Linked DNA regions of Pan troglodytes: region 1 is linked to region 2. Evidence: chromatin contacts called from public Hi-C data. All regions are on one chromosome and are shown on one strand. Each heading gives the region's core, a stretch centred on a gene start, on an enhancer-like site or on the middle of the called end of the contact. The rest is flanking DNA. Distances are from core to core; before and after follow the strand shown.

Evidence for each region. A called contact is a pair of places that touch in the nucleus more often than the background predicts.
Region 1: a Hi-C map of stem cell-derived neural progenitor cells shows a contact between it and region 2, with 3 times the contacts expected there. The contact joins two enhancer-like sites. A contact is called at or near these places in 1 of 7 Hi-C or Micro-C datasets (stem cell-derived neural progenitor cells) and 1 of 1 datasets of contacts at active chromatin or transcription factors (stem cell-derived excitatory neurons).

Annotation. Positions count from the first base shown.
Region 1 is chrX:13,953,692-13,956,405 of NHGRI_mPanTro3-v2.0_pri, reverse strand. It overlaps the pseudogene LOC736283. Among named protein-coding and RNA genes, the nearest start is that of ATXN3L, 57 kb to the right of the region's middle. Within about 2 kb of position 1,380, at least 6 of the 24 cell types and tissues checked have an H3K27ac peak or open chromatin away from gene starts, as enhancers often do. A contact at or near this core is called in stem cell-derived neural progenitor cells, where this site is marked.
Region 2 is chrX:13,546,877-13,549,669 of NHGRI_mPanTro3-v2.0_pri, reverse strand. No RefSeq gene overlaps it. Among named protein-coding and RNA genes, the nearest start is that of TMSB4X, 4.2 kb to the left of the region's middle. Within about 2 kb of position 1,404, at least 7 of the 24 cell types and tissues checked have an H3K27ac peak or open chromatin away from gene starts, as enhancers often do. A contact at or near this core is called in stem cell-derived neural progenitor cells, where this site is marked.

The sequences.
Region 1 (2,714 bases), core at 131-2,630, 410 kb before region 2:
CGTCCGACCTGGTGGTGGGTTCCAGCCCAACTTCATGCTCTTCGAGAAGGGCGAGGTGAACGGTGCGGGGGCGCACACTCTCTTTGCCTTCCTGCGGGAGGCCCTGCCAGCCCCCAGCGACGACGCCACTGCGCTTATGACCGACCCCAAGCTCATCACCTGGTCTCTGGTGTGTCGCAACGATGTTGCCTGGAACTTTGAGAAGTTCCTGGTGGGCCCTGACGGTGTGCCCCTACGTAGGTACAGCCGCCGCTTCGAGACCATTGACATCGAGCCTGACATCGAAGCCCTGCTGTCTCAAGGGCCCAGCTGTGCCTAGGGCGCCCCTCCTACCCCGGCTGCTTGGCAGTTGCAGTGCTGCTCTCTGGGGGGTTTTCATCTATGAGGGTGTTTCCTCTAAACCTACAAGGGAGGAACACCTGATCTTCCAGAAATACCCCCTCGAGATGGGCGCCGGTCCTGTCCATCGCAGTCTCTGCCAGACCAAGGCGAGTTTCCCCACTAATAAAGTGCCGGGTGTCAGCAGAAAAAAAAAGAAAAGAAAAGAAAAGAAAAGAATGCACTGGAGCAAAGAAACCAGAAGATAGCTTAGAAGAAACTATTGTAACGGTCCAGGCAGGACTTACTGAAGGTCAGAATTAAGGCAACAGCAATGAGAATAGAGAAGTCAAGATCGTTTCAAGCAATGCTAAGGAGATGGAATCTACAAGACTCCATTGATTCCATAAGGCCCCAGTGACTGATTGACGGTAGAGTTGGGTACCCAAAGTTAGGTTTCTGACTTGAAGGGAACATTGGAGAGGGGATAGGTGTTGAGTTAAAATGTTGCTGAAATGCTTGTGGGATTACCTGTGCTTCTGAAATGTTGTTTAAAGTGTTTGTGGGATTACTAAGAAGCACGAGTAGATCAAGTTAATATTCAGAAACTGTTTATCACATGCTGGGCTATGGGATCAATTTACTGGACTGAACTTCATACATTAAAGTTCCGTATTATTCCCTCTATCACGTAATTTAGAGAGCAAGGAGAGAACAAAGACACAGGTCAACAAGCTTCTTTAAAATCTCACTTACTCTCCTTCTCTACTTCCATTTACCCTGAGAATAAAGAAGAATAAAGGGGTGGGAAAGGCCTATCCTCATTCCTCTTGCTCTTTCCACAGAGGACAATGAGGCTGGACTGAGCAGTGTCTTCATCCCTCACGGAATTCCAAGGTGGACGCCATCTGTGAAGCGACTTCGTGTTGGCCTGAACTTGCTAGGAGCTTTTAGCCACTCATTTGGTTGTAATCCAACACATGACGTAATAGTCGGCCGTCTGGATTAATCAGTCCCAGCTGTTGGACGCTCTGCTCTGTGTGGGGGTTCAAGCCTCTCCATCTGTTCCTGGGGCCTCTCCACTTATCCCTTCTCTGCTTGAGCCTCCAGCCATGACAGATGGCTCTTTCTCAGTATTACAGATAATTTTTCTCTGATCAGTGTCTCAGCTCCAATTTGTGCTTAACATTTTTAACTGCCCCTCATCACTGCCATCACCTTAGGCATTTATGGAGATTAATTTATACTACATATGCATATGTATGTGTCTGCATGCATATAATGACCTGCACACACATTCATAATTTCATTCTGTTTACCATTCGCACACAACAACTAGCATTGTGGTCATGCTGGTTGCCCCTCCCTTACTGGGTTATTTCTTTTGGAGAATCTATCTAGATGATCTTACTCACTGGAAAGGCGTGATACGAAGGCGACTCAGCTGGGTGAAAACGTGGTTGGAGCATAAGAGTCCCAGCATCAAACAGTAATAGAAACAGCAGTAGCAGCAGTGTATTTCCACAGCACTCTTAAACTCGGCTTGGATTCTCTACAATGGCTGTGGGTAGAAAAAATAGCAGGGCTTCTGACGAGTTGTGGATCAACTCCAAAACCCCTCTCCACCACATTTATGAGTACTTGAAACCACAAAAGTTATAATCTCCCAGTCCCAAGGTCCTATTCTATATCCTGCTGCTCCAGCCAGGCAGCTTCATTTTTGGCTCTGAGAACCACATCTCTGTAATTACAAAACTTGAGTTCAAACAATGTGGGGATTTTCGGGAGTGGTTGAGAAAGACTGTCAATAGAGAGACTGCACATGGCAGCTGTAGCCCAAGCCAGGGAATATTCTCATCAGCAAACCACAGAACAGGCTTTGGAACAATGTCTTTTACCACACCTGCTATCCCAGTCATCTTCACACGTGAAAGGATAAAATTTACACAGATGTTTCATTTCCTCCAGGGAATATTTCAAAGCAATGATAATTTTCATTTATTATTTTATGTCTAATTATTAGCACCGTTCTTTTTTTTTCTTTTTTTGGCCAATGATGATAGTAGTGGTTTCCTTTAAGACTGGATATCTAAAATAGTCTACTTTATATCCCTTAGCAATCTTTATGTTTCATATACAAATAATACTATTGCAGTGGTGGTCAACCAGGGTTGATTTTGCCCTCCTGGGGACATCTGGCAATATCTGGAGACATTTTGGTTGACACAACTTCTGTGGGAGTGGAGGTGCTCCTGGTATCTAGCAGGTGGAGGCCAGGGAAGCTGAAAACTGGATTATTCGTTAATTATGCCACTGCTATGCTGTCAGTAAATCTGACGAATGCTGTTCCGTGAAAAGGAGAGCTCAAGGGTGTGGAATTCCAGGTGCCAGGCAAG
Region 2 (2,793 bases), core at 155-2,654:
TTGAACTCAGGTGTTGAACCTGTGACTCTAATTGCCTTGCTTTCTTCTCCCCAGATAATTAAATCCATTTAGTCTTAATGTTCTAGATGTCAGAATGTTCCAGGATCATCCCTGCCCCAGGCAGCTACATTTATAAGTCTGTTAGTATGTGCCGGGCACAACTACCATTGAGGTAGGAGTTTTCGATCCCAATTAAAAAGACAGAGGCACACAGGGGCAAAGGAACTGCTTACAATGGGTGCAGACATTGTTCCCAGTGAGACCCCCCCCCCCCCAAAAAAAAAGGCCTTGGGTGACTCCGGGTTGTATGGTGCACTCTGGCCTTGGGGCTCTCTGGTGAAAGATAAGTAGAGTCCACTTTGCGCCTGTCCTGCCTTCCTCATCTCACGGGCCACAGCGCCCAATGAAAAATGTGCCAACATTGCCTGCGTTGAAGGGCGGTTCCCCTCCAACCCTGTGTCTGGTGGAACCCGGAAAAGGTGACAGGGGACGCAGTTTTATTTTGCTTTCCAGGGCGGGCCTGGGATAGAGTCGTGGCTATTTCTAACTGTGGAGAAGTTGGCTAGAAGTCTGAATTCATGAAAATGAGTTCTATTAGTTTGAACCTATTTAATTTTGTGCCAAAAACTTGCCAGAAGAAGAGAAGAAGGAAGAGGAGGGAGGAACGGAAGAACAGGAACAAAGCTGAGCTCCCAGCTCTTGCTTTCTCAAGCCCAGATCCCTTTGTCTGAGTTTCAGGGCCTCCTACCATCTGCCCCACCTGCCTGCACCCCACGTTCCCCTGTGGCCCCTGCAGTCTCCATCTGGTCTCCTTCACAGCAGAGCCCTCCTTCCACTGATTGGAATCTAAAACCCCTTAAAGACACGCCTAAGTCCCCCCTGTGAATAACAGGAAAATGAAAAGAGAAAGGATATTTAGTAGACTAGCTATATCTTGTAACCTCAGCTATAAGCCCTTTTAAACAATATCTGATTCCATTCTTACCCTATGGAGTGAGTACTAATATCCCCATTTTACTACTAAAGAATTGAGGCTCCGAGAATTTAAGCAATTTGCTCTTAATCAAATGCCCAGGTCTGTCTACCAATTCTTTCCACCGAGGCCTATCTCTGCCTTATCTTTAGTTGAAGTATCTTTCTCCAGGACTCCCACCCAGAGCGGACCCACATGGTGCAAAGAGGAAGGCGAGCAGGGGGTGGCAGGAAAGCAAAGAGGAGTGAAAGAACACCCTCGCCTGTGCTCAGTGCTGAGTGCCGTGCTGCTAATTGTCCTGTTTGCTTTATTGATCCGATGGAAACTTTAGAGCCAAAAGAAATGTAAAAGGGGATCTCATTCAACCCAGTTTCCCTTCTGTGGCTTGAATTTTCCTCTACAACATCCCCTCCAAGTGGTTACTCAGCCTCCACACAGCCAGGGAACAATACGGAAGCAGAGAATCTTCGAGTTAACGCAGGGGGCAATGAGTAGCTGAGCTTGGCAGGCACTTGCGTAAAATGAGAGAAAGTGACAGGAAATAACGCTGGGAACCAGGCAGGGGCCAGGTTGTAGAATAATGATAGTAACAATCATGGCTGTAACCATAGCAGTAATAACAGCAAGTGCTTTCTGAGTGCTTTCCATATACTGGGGAGCTTTCCATGTAGTATTTCCCGAATCCTCACACAATCCTATGACAGTGGCACCGTTATTTTCCTCATTTTGCAGATGAGAGAATTCTAGAGGGATTAAATAACTTCCCCAAGAAAACACAACGAAAGCCAAAGGCAGGATTTGAACTCAGACTGGCTGGCTCAGAAGCCGCCTCATTTAAACACTACTCTTCTCTAGAATCCTAAGGCCTTTTAAAGGCTTTGTTCCATACGCCAGATAAGGGTAAAGTTATATTGTCTCAATCAGCTGTCTAGCTTTTTCATCATGTAGATGTTTCTTCTCTTTTTCTTTTTCTTTTTTTTTTAAGAAACAGGTTCTCTCTATGTTGCCCAGGCTGGTCTCAAGTTCCTGGGCTCAAGCAATCCTTCCACCTCGGCCTCCCAAAGTGCTAGGATTACAGGGGTGAGCCACCGCACCCAGCCTACATCATGAAGACATTTAAACATAGATATCGTAATAATGTCATATACATTAAAATTTTCCCTGCCCCAATTTTCAAATTATTTCATTACAGAAATTCAATCTGCTCTTTTTCCTCCTCCTGCATGGCCAAGGCACTGGCAATAAAGAGAATTTGTATCCTGAACGTTAGTAGTTTTCCTCAGCTTTTCACTACTTCAATATTTTTCTTTTTCTTTTTCTTTTTTTTTTTTTTTTTGAGTCGGAGTCTTGCTCTGTCACCAGGCTGGAGTGCAGTGGTGCAATCTCGGCTTACTGCAACCCCCGCCTCCCAGGTTCAAGCGATTCCCCTGCCTCAGCCTCCTGAGTAGCTGGGGTTACAGGTGCACACCACCACTCCCAGCTAATTTTTTGTAATTTAGTAGAGACAGGGTTTCACCGTGTTGGCCAGGATGGTCTTGATCTCCTGACCTCGTGATCTACCCGCCTCAGCCTCCCAAAGTGCTGGGATTACAGGCGTGAGCCCGGCCTTACTACAATATTTTTCTAAGAAGTCATTCATATTACAATGGCTAAAAAAATTAGTAGGTTCAATAGCATATTGAAAGGGGAGGCATTACACACTCCCAATGGCTTTCTGTGTTAAAAATGACAAACCTTTGATTCCATTGTGAAGCAGAATTATGCTTAGCAAGTAACAAGTGTTTGTATATTTTAATGTGTTTTTTCTGTGGGTGCCAAAG